Regions from separate parts of the Triticum aestivum genome. Here region 1 is linked to region 2. A link is a contact called in public Hi-C data. All regions are on one chromosome and are shown on one strand. The core of a region is the stretch at or near the end of the contact, and the rest is flanking DNA. Distances in the headings are between cores, read along the strand shown. Region 1 has its middle 17 kb from the start of LOC123188792. Region 2 holds the start of LOC123185308.

Region 1 (5,203 bases), core at 2,458-4,957, 140 kb before region 2:
AAGTTTCTAAATTTTTAAATTTGTTCTTCAATTTCAAAAAATGTTCGTGCTATCTAAATTCCTTTCTTTCAAAATTTATTCTAGTTCTCAAATTTTGTTCACAGATTCAAAATATTCATAGTTCTCAATTTTTGTTCACAAAATTCAAAAATGTTCATGTTTTCAAATTTTGCTTAGGAGTTTGAAAAATGTTCCTCTTTCAAAATTTATTTGCAAATTTAAGAAAAATGTTTGTGTTTTCCAATTTTGTTCGGTAGTTTCAAAGTTGTTTCTATTTCAAATTTTGTTCGCAATTTTCAAGAATGTGTCTGTTCATAATTTCGTTTGGGAGTTCCAAAAAATGTTCGATTTTTTTTTTGAAAATGCTAACGAATTTGAAAAATGTTCATCTTTTTTTCTCGTTTTTCTGCTTATATTGTCCTGTTCCTTTTTCCTTTTTAGAATATTTCACAGTTCTAAAAAATGTTCTTGATTTGATAAAACTGTTCATATTTCTCAAAAAATGTTTTCATTTTCAAATTTTGTTCTGAGTTTTAAAAAATGTTCTTGTTTCAAAAATTGTTGACGGATTCCAAAACTATACGCATTTCCAAATTATTGTTCAAAGTTTAAAAAAATGCCGCCTTTAAGAAAAATGTGTTCACAAATTCAATAATGTTCATGATATTCAAAAAAGTGTTCAGTTTATCAAAAATTTGTTAGGATATTCAAGAAATGTTCAAGCTTTTTTCCTCTTCTCAAAGTTGAAAAGTGCTCGCTTAAAAAAACATATTTCCAAAATAATGTTCACGTTCAGAATTTGATAATATGGTCGAATCTATATTACCTTTAGCTTAGCGTGGCATTATAAACCAAGAAGCTCATCTATCTCGTTGGCTACGCTCGCGCATGAGCAACGAGAGGTCCCTGGTTTGATCCCTCCCTCGAGGACACTTTTGGGGGATTTTTCACTGTGTTACGCTAATGGGTCGGCCCAGCTGGAGTTGTGCTTGTGCGTCTGCTCGGCACTTTGCCGCAACGAGCGGCGCATAGAAACTCCCCGCGTTTCCTCCCTATTCAGCCTGTAGGGTCGACGAAATCACTACTCGAGGAGTACTTGTTGCAAAGATCACTTCAACTCCCCCAGTTGCGACAAGTGGCGCACATGCCGCCACTTGTCTCAACCTGGGAGTTTTCCCTTTTTCGTAGATCAATTTATTCAAAACGTTTTATTTCTCAAACTGTGCGTCCAAATCTCGAATCGCTTTCACTGTTGGATTCCTCGTATCGAGATCTTCAAAATTAGATTCCATGTTGATAGGTTTTGACGAACTTTTTTTTCCATAAAAAAACGGATGAAAAAACCGAACCGAGAGCACGGGTTTTTACCCTTTTCGAAAAAGGCACGCCCGTGCCTCTCACGAAATCACAACCGTGCTTTTCGCGGAAGCAAAAGCGTGACTCTCACGGAAGCAAAAGCGTGACTCTCGCGAAACGAAAAAAAGAAAACGTGTTTTTTTTTCGTTTTCGATGAGGCACGGCCGTGACTTTCGCGAAAGCACACCTGTGCCTTTCGGAGAAGCAAAACCGTGACTCTCATGAAAGAAAAAAAAACAGAAAACACATTTTTTTTTCTGTTTTTGAGAGGCATGGCCGTGACTCACGAAACCACAACCGTTCCTCTCGCCGAAGCAAAACCGTGGCTCTCGCAAAAAGAAAAAAAAAACAGAAAACGTGTTTTTTTTTCGTTTGCGAGAGGCACGGCCGTGACTCTCACAAAAGCACACCCGTGCCTCTTGCGGAAGAAAAACCGTGACTCTTCCGAAAGGAAAAAAACAAAAAACACATTTTTTTCGTTTCCAGAGGCACAACCATGACTCTCGCGAAAGCACAACTGTGCCTCTCGCGGAAGCAAAATCGTGACTCTCGCGAAAGGAAAAAAAGAAAACGCGTTTTTTTTCATTTTTGATAGGCACGGCCGTGACTCTCGCGAAAGCACAACCGTGCCTCTCGCGGAAGCAAAACCGTGACTCTCGCGAAAGAAAAAAAACCCAAAAAACGCGTTTTTTTTCGTTTTCGAAAGGCGCGGCCGTGAGTCTCGCGAAAGCACAACCGTGCCTCTCGCGGAAGCAAAACCGTGACTCTTACGAAAGGAAAAAAAATAGAAAACGCGTTTTTTTCCGTTTCCGAGAGGCACGGCCGTGACTCGCGAAAGCACAACCTTGCCTCTCGGGGAATCAAAACCGTGACTCTCGCGAAAGGAAAAAACCTGAAAATACATTTTTTTCGTTTCCGAGAGGCACGGTCGTGACTCTCGTTAAAGCACAACCGTGCCTCTCGCGGAAGCAAAACCGTAACTCTCGTGAAAGGAAAAAAAAGCAAAAAACACGTTTTGTTTTCGTTTTCGAGATGCACGGCCGTGACTCTCGCGAAAACACAATCATGCCTCTCGCGGAAGCAAAACCGTGACTCTCGCGAAAGAAAAAAACAACAGAAAACGTGTTTTCGCGCAAAAAAATTCAAAATTTTTTTGATCGAAAAGTTAAGAAACACTAGTGGAAAACCAAAAAGTTGAAAAACCCGAAAAAACCCGCTTAAATAGCCGAAAACGCGTGCGAAAAAATAAAAGAAAATCCGAAAGAAACACCCAAAGCGCGACACGTGGCGAATGACTGAGAGCACGTCAAGTGACGATGATCGTTATCGATCTCCAAACAAGGATGTTCAACAGTTGATTTGTGGGCCAAATTAGTAAAGTGCGTGAAGCAGGCCTCAGGAAAGTGCCTTGATCAGTAGAGGCCAGCCCAGATATTGGAGAGCTAGCCTGAAAAGAAAATCGTAGCATGTCCAATAGGAGGTCTTTGGGTTTTTCTTGACGCAGTACAGATGTAGACTCTCATATATACATACTCACTTACTTCTACGAATGTATGCATACACATTTTATCCCTATAAACACTTTCGAGAGACTCAACCGGCACATCATTTTAAGATTGACAAAATTGCCATTGATGCATTCATAGTCGATGGGAGGTCCCATGTGACATGTAAAAAAACCATGGTTTTGCTAGTTCCAAATTTTCTCCCGGGAAGAATGTATATCCATGTAGTGGACAAAGATGAACATATATGCTGCTAAATCTGACAGCTCTCCAGCCTCAGGTTGGCCTCTAAACCACATCAACATGCATGCATCACATGCGGATTGAATGATTACGCGTAATCGTGGACTGAATAATGGAGATGCTCACCATATGCGACTATACATTAGCTAGACACGCATCTGCACGGCTGCACCTGCATTATTGTCTCCCGCAATCCTCAGAGTAGAAGAAAAAGAGAGGTAAAAGAAGCTCCTCCAGATGATGGCTGGCTGTGGTTGCTATGAAGCCGTGAACTCAATTAGTTTCGACCTCCTTTTTGGGGACAGTGACATCCCAAAGCGACATCGACACCGACACCGATGATGAAGAAGGAGAAGCACCACAAGTTGAGAGCTGGGCAGGCAGGAAAAATGCAGCGTCAAGAGAAGAGAGCATCCAAGCAGAGCCTCAGCTCAAACCAAGCAAAAACAATTCAGTTTTGTTTCTTGGGAAGAGAAAGCAACAAGCAGCCATCAACCATTCGTAAGTGTTGGGAAGGTTAGGCCCACCTCAGCCTTGGCGCCTGCTCCATCATGGGCCCGACCTAATGGAATCTTTGCTTTGCTCTGTCTGCTTCCCGTGGCCCACCCTACGCACGCACACGAACAAGTTGCTGCCCCTCACTCATACTCCAATCCTCACAATTTTCGATAGCTATAGCTTCGCCAATCTTCTCAAAAAAGAAAGAGAAAAAAGAAAAAAAAGATAGCTTCGCCAATCCTCACAATTTTCGATAATTATTTTTTCTTTTCAATCGTCGCACTCACACAGTTGATTGATTGAACAGCACATAGGGCCCTAGTTGTATGGTGCATCTCTGTTGGCGATCCCTCGTATTATCATTGGCGCACAGAAAGTCCAGCTCCCAAATGAATCGACAGGACAGCACTTATTATTTCGTGAGGTCACCATCTGAATCTCCACTGGAATATATGTATTCCGAAGGTTCTTCTTCGCAAAGATCCTCTGGATCTACATAAAAATGATAACGAGAGGGAGGAATCAAATCAAAAAAGGAAAAGAAATATGTCATAAAGCTAATTTGCGCGGAAGTGTGGTCTACCTCGACCTATGGAAGTAAAATATGGTACTCGCGTGTAATACAAGATTCGGTCCTTGCACTGCATCTTTGTGATGCGACCACCATTTCCCACAGTCCCCGGGGAATAGAATGGAATCTCTGTAATTTTCAATCTTTCTCTATTTTAAAAGTTACTTGGCCCAGCACCCAAATTGTGTAAATCGGAAATCTTGTATATCCAATCTGAATACAGAGATAATATACAGTCTCAAATTCTCAATCCTTGGCACAAAGAGAAAATTTGAGGGATACTTTGATTCAAAGAACTTTCTTAGAAAATTATGATAGAGGACTGGAGGATTGAATCCTTGGAACTTTTTTTTATGTTGATTGTTTGACCTGGAGGATTGAATCAATTGGGTATTCTTTCAGGATCTCATTTAAAAACAGCATCTAGTCAAATCTCTTTGGAAACAACCATTTGTTTCTTGTATGGCCCAACCACTTATGCGCAACACAATTCTGTAGGATTCATACATGGTTTACAATTATGTGTTTTTTCTATTCCCAAATTTTGTAATCTTATCAATCAAAGAGACCCCGAGTGGGCATAACTCAGATGTTCTTTTTGTGTGTGAATAGTGTAACTCACATGGTTAGATTCCTTGTGAACGTGTGCTATATTTTCCTAGATTAATCCCGGACTCTTCGATGATGTTTGTTTAGTGGGGGACGATGTTTCCATCCACTATAATACACATGTGATGACTTCGTCAATCTCATGATTTGCCGGGCCAGAGTCTCGGATGTGCTCATGACGATAGGGTGTGTGTGAGTGTGTGTTCTATTATAGAGTAAGATATGCGTGCATGTTTGGGAGCATTTGCATTTGTATTGTGTTTCTCAAGAAGAAGAAAACAACTCCGAGTTGAATTCCATTCTAATCTAGATCCTTTTGTCTAAGAACTCAACGGTAAAAAAAATTGTATTTCATACCGGCATGGTGCAAGCATGAGTGACCCACCCCCGAGCCCGTCCCACCATCAACCCCTCCGGGTGA
Region 2 (5,538 bases), core at 1,116-3,615:
GTTCCGTTCGTCTATAATCCCCTGCCATGTATTTCGCCGAAGTTTTATTGGCAATTATATTTTGTTTCTTTGCCTTTGGCCATGCATGTCTTGCAGGGGTGAAGCCAGGAAGAAAGATCATCATTGTCAACACGTACAAGTAGCACTGGTGCATCCATCCAAGAACGAAGTAGTACTAATATACCGGACGTTTTGCCTCCCGAGCTCAGATGTTTTTGCTGATAAACAGTAAAATCGACAAAAATAGCAGGAAAAAAATTTGAAAAAATGATGTATTTTTTTTGGCGTGCAAGATACTTATGTGCGTGATGTCCGTGCAAAATTGATGAAGTTTGGACATTCGAGAAGATCGTGGTAAAAAAAGAAAAAACAAATTCTGTGTGTTTGAGAAACATTTTGAAAAAGCACTGTTTGGAACTGATTTTTTCTTTTTTGCACGAGGTCCTTGAATGTCCAGACACCTCAAAAATATGCACTGGCATCACGCACCTGAGCATCTTGCATGGCAAAAACAATTAGGGTTTTTTTTGCTATTTTTTTTGTGTTTTTACTACTCACCAGGTGCAAATGAGACCGGCACTGTTTTGAATTATCTTAATATACCGCTCAAAATAAATGGCTCATACAAATTAATGTGTGTATATTTTTTTTGTAAACTCACATAAATAAGAATCGTATTAGCCGGTGCATCATAACTAAATAAGCAATTATAAAAAAATATCAACACATTAAACAAATCCTAAGATAATGAAATGTCCTTTGTCGAAAAAATTAATCAAATCCTAAGATAAAAAAGAGCAGGAATTTAGGTTGTTAAGGTGGTGTTTGGTTCTCTAGTCCTAGGACTTTTTCTAGTCCCTAAGACTTTTTGAAAAAGACTCTCAAGGAGGTGCTTCTAAGTACTTTTAGCAAAAAGCACCAAAAAAATCTCATCCTGTTTGGTTTGCTAGGGACTTTTTCTAGTCCCAACACAAAAAAGTTCCTGAAACCAAACACCCCTAAATCTCTTGCTCCATTGGATCAATTAGGTGGGTAGATGGACTTTAGTGTCACTTGCAGATCGGAACTGCAGATGGAATCATCAATTTACGAATAGACGGAATCATCAATTTCCGCGTAGGAGATGACTTGCGATTGGAGGCCGCGGTGGTTCATGCGAATAGACGGGGCGACAGGGCCAAGCACGTTTTGTGGAGGAAGATAAGCGAGCGTTAGTTTGAGAGATCATCCGGGTTGTAGGCCGTAGCATTGGTACATTTGCACTTAATGTATGCGTGTTAGATGTTCATGGGCTGGTGCAAATTGTTTTTTCATTGGGGCCCTCATAATTATTAGGTTTTATATACATACTCCCTCCGTAAAGAAATATAAGAGCATCATGAACGCTTTTATATGGAGGGAGTACAAGATAGTTTTTGACATTCCAACTCCTGCTCTAATTTGAAGTTTAAAATCAGACACACCATGCATGTCAAAAATCCAATGTTAGTCTCTAGCCATTTGCAATTCGTGTGTTTGCAGTGAAGAGCTAGCTAGCTGGCTTGCATGTGTATACTCAGTTCACATGAAATGTCGTTTGTCACTTAGTAAGTACGTTGATGATGGAAGATTGTCGAGAGAGATAAGCGGCCAAAAGAAACACGTAGTAGATGTGTACTGCTAGCTAACTATGCACTCAAATTAAGACAAAAGGGGCTCACTCATGACGACCGGTGGTCCTTGCACCCTGTGAACCGTCCAATGTGTTGTGTGCGTGCCCCTGTTTTAAACCCTTACACTCGTCGTCTTTTCCAAGTGCGTCTGTTCATGATTACATAAGGATGTCACCACATCATTAGCCCACAATAATTTTTAAAATTAACCCCGACTCAAATTGTACTACTACTTGTATGAATGAACCCCCTTTTTTGTATATTTTTTGTATATTTGTATGTATGAACTTTTTTTTATTTGTATTTTGACATGTTGTATGTACTGTATGAACCTGTGAGTAGAATACTACATGCATGCATGCATGCAGCATGCGTCCTCTCGGTCCCGGGTGGAAAAGGACGAGAATGCAATGCGCGCATTGCCTGGTGACATGCGCGCGGGGGTCCACCCTGAGTCGTACGTGGCACCATGTAGCTGGCAACTCCGTGGGCCCAGGTGGACAAACGGACACGTGTGAGGTCACAACAGGTTACGCCTGCGGGCCCACACCATGCTGGCAGTCACGTGGGCAGCTCGTCTCCATCTCACCTCGCTGCTGTGCCGACGTCACGGCCGCCCAAACTGCCTCGCGCACACGGAGATCCTACACAGCAAGTTGCGCCCCGCTCGGCTGTATATATATAGCGGCTGCCCGCCCATGGATTCCATTCCACTCCATTGAGTGGAGTTCTTCCCATCCACAGGGCCTACTCGTAGCCTTGCTCTCATTTTTTCCTTAAACTTTTTTTGGGGGGGAAAGTTGGTTTTGTGTACACGGCAGACAGTATATATAGTAGGCTTTGTGTGAGTTGATTAAAAAGCTTCAATCACTCGTTTCATCTCTAGCTAGCCAGTAGCAAAGATTCTTCGTTTCGTTTCTTTTCTTTGCTTTGCTTGCCATCCATCCTTTCATATATACGGAGGGAGGGAGGGAGGGAGCTAGTTGATTCCAGTTTCCCGAAGCTAGCTAGCTAGCCAGCCAGTGATATCGATCCATGGGGAAGGGCCGCAGCTGCAGGTACGGATCAGAGCGGCTGCTCTACCCCGTCCAGGCCAGCGGTCACCACGTCGCCGGCGCCGCCGATCACCTCGCCGACCTCGACGAGGAGGACGTCTGGTCGGTGCTCGCGGCGCCTGCGCCCGACTCCAACCGCTCCACCGGCAGCGCCAGGCAACCTGAGCAGGACCGTCGCGGGCGGTGGACCGCAGGGGGGCTGTCGCTGGCGTTCGAGGCAACGGCGTCCACGCCGGCCGGGCGCCACAATCATCACGTGGCGAGCTCGGCGCCTGTCAGGGTGCCCGAGTGGCCGGCGGCCAGGTTCCCGGCTGGGTCTGGCGGCGAACAGCACGGCTACGGCGTGAGCTGCCGTGAGGAGGAGGGGGAGTGGATGGCGCCGCACGAGTACCTGCAGGCCCAGGCACGGAGCAGCGGGCGCGGCACGGCTGCGCCGTCGGTGTTCGAGGGCGTGGGGAGGACGCTGAAAGGGCGCGACCTCAGCCGGGTGCGCGACGCCGTCTGGAGCAACACCGGATTCTTCGGCTAAGCAAGCAATACCATGCACCTCATCATCATCGTCTCCTCTCTTGTCAGCTCAGCTAGCTACTCCATCATAAGCTCGGAGGGCACTTCCCTTTCCTGTTGGATCATTCGTTATAAGATGCATGTACTGTTCTTAATCAGTACTTATGAATTAGGATAGGAGGTGTGGGAAAGTATGAAGAAGAAAAAAAATAGATGATTGGTTAATTATTAATTAATCTCCTGCACTGTGGAGTACGTACTGTATGTAGCTGCTGCAGGTAGAGTTTTGGGTCTGTTTCGATTGTATTGGGTTGTGTGCTATCCCTAGCTAGCTAGCTACCTGCCGATATCGTCAGTTTGTCACCAACTTCTCCGGAAAAAAAATTCCAATTTGATTATTATTAGCTCAAAGTGATCGTGTTGGCGTATGCATGGTCAGTTGGATTACATCCTTGGGAGTTGGGAGTATTTCTCACTGTATACACGCGCTAGAGATGGCCTAGTTTACGGGTACGTACGCTCCAAAACAGAAATAAGAGGGCGAATTAACCTGCATCAAGTAGAGTAGTACTAGTAAATTGGCCGCGCGAAGAGGACCGGAGGAGCGCATTTACGGGAGCGTTTGGTTCGTGGGCAAGGTTAGCTGGTTAAGGATATACCTAACCATGTGGTTGGAGATATCCTTATTCTCGTGTTTGGTTGCAAATTGAGAGGTGGTTAAGGGTAGCCAATTTTATGTTTGGTAAGAAAGATGGAAGACGGATATCTTATAATTTGAGTTCTTTTTTGTAAATAAACTAATTATACAAGACATATATATCAATTTTTTAGAATTAAAACATATATATATATATATATATATATATATATATATATATATTTGAATGGTCAACGACACTATAGAAAAAATGCATTGGATTTGTAACTTCATGGTCCAAACATATCCATCTGTACAACCAAATGCGTACACTCCAATCTGACAAAAAATACAAGCTATACATCAGCAAATTAGAAGATGTATCTAATGGTCAATTCGAAGTCGATCTTGCCATGTCATGTCACAGCTAGATGCACAAATACTAGTCTGAAGAATGATATCTCCAGGCCAGCCTCGACATGGTCCATGAACTCGGGATCCCCTGAGATGTGGAGGCAGTTGCCTCCGCGTCCGCATAGGCCGTGGCTACCTGCTGGTCGTGGAGGCGGAAATGCAGGATAGCAGGTCAGTACTTGTTGTAGCCGGCGAGCGTGATGGTTCGGCCTACTTCACGCGCACCATCGGACTTTACTGTGCCGCCGCCGTACACCTTAAACGCGTCGTCGCCGTACACCTCAAACGCGTCGCCGCCGATCCAAATTGTAGTAGCCGTCACTACCTATTCTGTTCGGGAGGGGTGAGAAAAGAAAGGAAAATGTTTCCCTGGCTCAGGAGGACATCGCGCGTGGGTGGTTGCGGCCATCCGCCATAATTTTGCGGCTCCCCTCAGCCAACTTTTGATGGAATATTCTCAGGTATCTGGTTATTCTTAGCCATCTTCGCTCATAAACCAAACGAGTGGTATCCCCTCTAAAACTGACTATCTCAATCCTCTGGGTGGTTATCCTTTGAACCAAACGCCGACGTGTACGAGTGGCCAGGGATGTCCCTCCGTGACCATTGTGAAGTGAAGGACGCGTCCAGCTCTCTCTGTGTGGACCGTGCTGTGCACGTACGCGCGCACGCTTAGATTGACAGGCACGAGACAGACAGCACTGACCAGCAGCAGCAGGAGGCCGGCAAGCTCATAGAGTGGTACTGCTACGTACGTGAGCGAACAGAAATAGTTACACAGTGAAGGGAGAGCGAGCATCGAGGAATCATCCATCAGCAAGCGCAGTAATTGTTGTCGACAGCAAGTGGGCGGGCGCTACAATTCACTTGACTTCCCACACCCATGGGCATGGGCACACACCTTTTGGGGGAAAGTGACTTGCCCTATTTCGCATCCATCTGACCACCCCGGTAGCGCTTGGACGTGCACCCGCCAAGTGCTCCAGCAACCACGCACACGGGTTGGAAATCCAAAATGATTATTATTTGTGTGTTCTTTGTACCGCCGTGCTACGATAAATAGATTCAAAGTTTTCTCACAGAAAAATAAAATCCAAAATGAAAAAATGTAGGCACAGGCAAGAAGGGCTCCAATAGAGAGCTGTCATCTATTACTCTGTGGGCCAGCTGTTAAAAAGAGATGAGAAATAATGAGAAGTGAAGTCTATTTTAAACCTTGAATTCATACGCCCCGTCGGAATTGAACCCTAACCTTTATATCCCTGAAATTGAC

What was found. Hi-C and Micro-C count contacts between places; a contact is called where the count stands out from the background.
Region 1: a contact with region 2 is called in a Hi-C map of leaf, with 5 times the contacts expected there. The contact joins the enhancer-like site here to the promoter of LOC123185308 in region 2. A contact is called at or near these places in 5 of 5 Hi-C or Micro-C datasets (leaf, root and an unstated tissue).

The regions. Positions count from the first base shown.
Region 1 is chr2A:397,126,260-397,131,462 of IWGSC CS RefSeq v2.1, reverse strand. No RefSeq gene overlaps it. Among protein-coding and RNA genes, the nearest start is that of LOC123188792, 17 kb to the left of the region's middle. Within about 2 kb of position 3,707, at least 4 of the 8 cell types and tissues checked have an H3K27ac peak or open chromatin away from gene starts, as enhancers often do. A contact at or near this core is called in leaf, where this site is marked.
Region 2 is chr2A:396,983,991-396,989,528 of IWGSC CS RefSeq v2.1, reverse strand. It overlaps LOC123185308, which reads left to right and starts at 2,365. Exons shown (of 1, transcript XM_044597222.1): 1 at 2,365-3,615. The coding sequence starts at 2,688. The coding sequence ends at 3,236.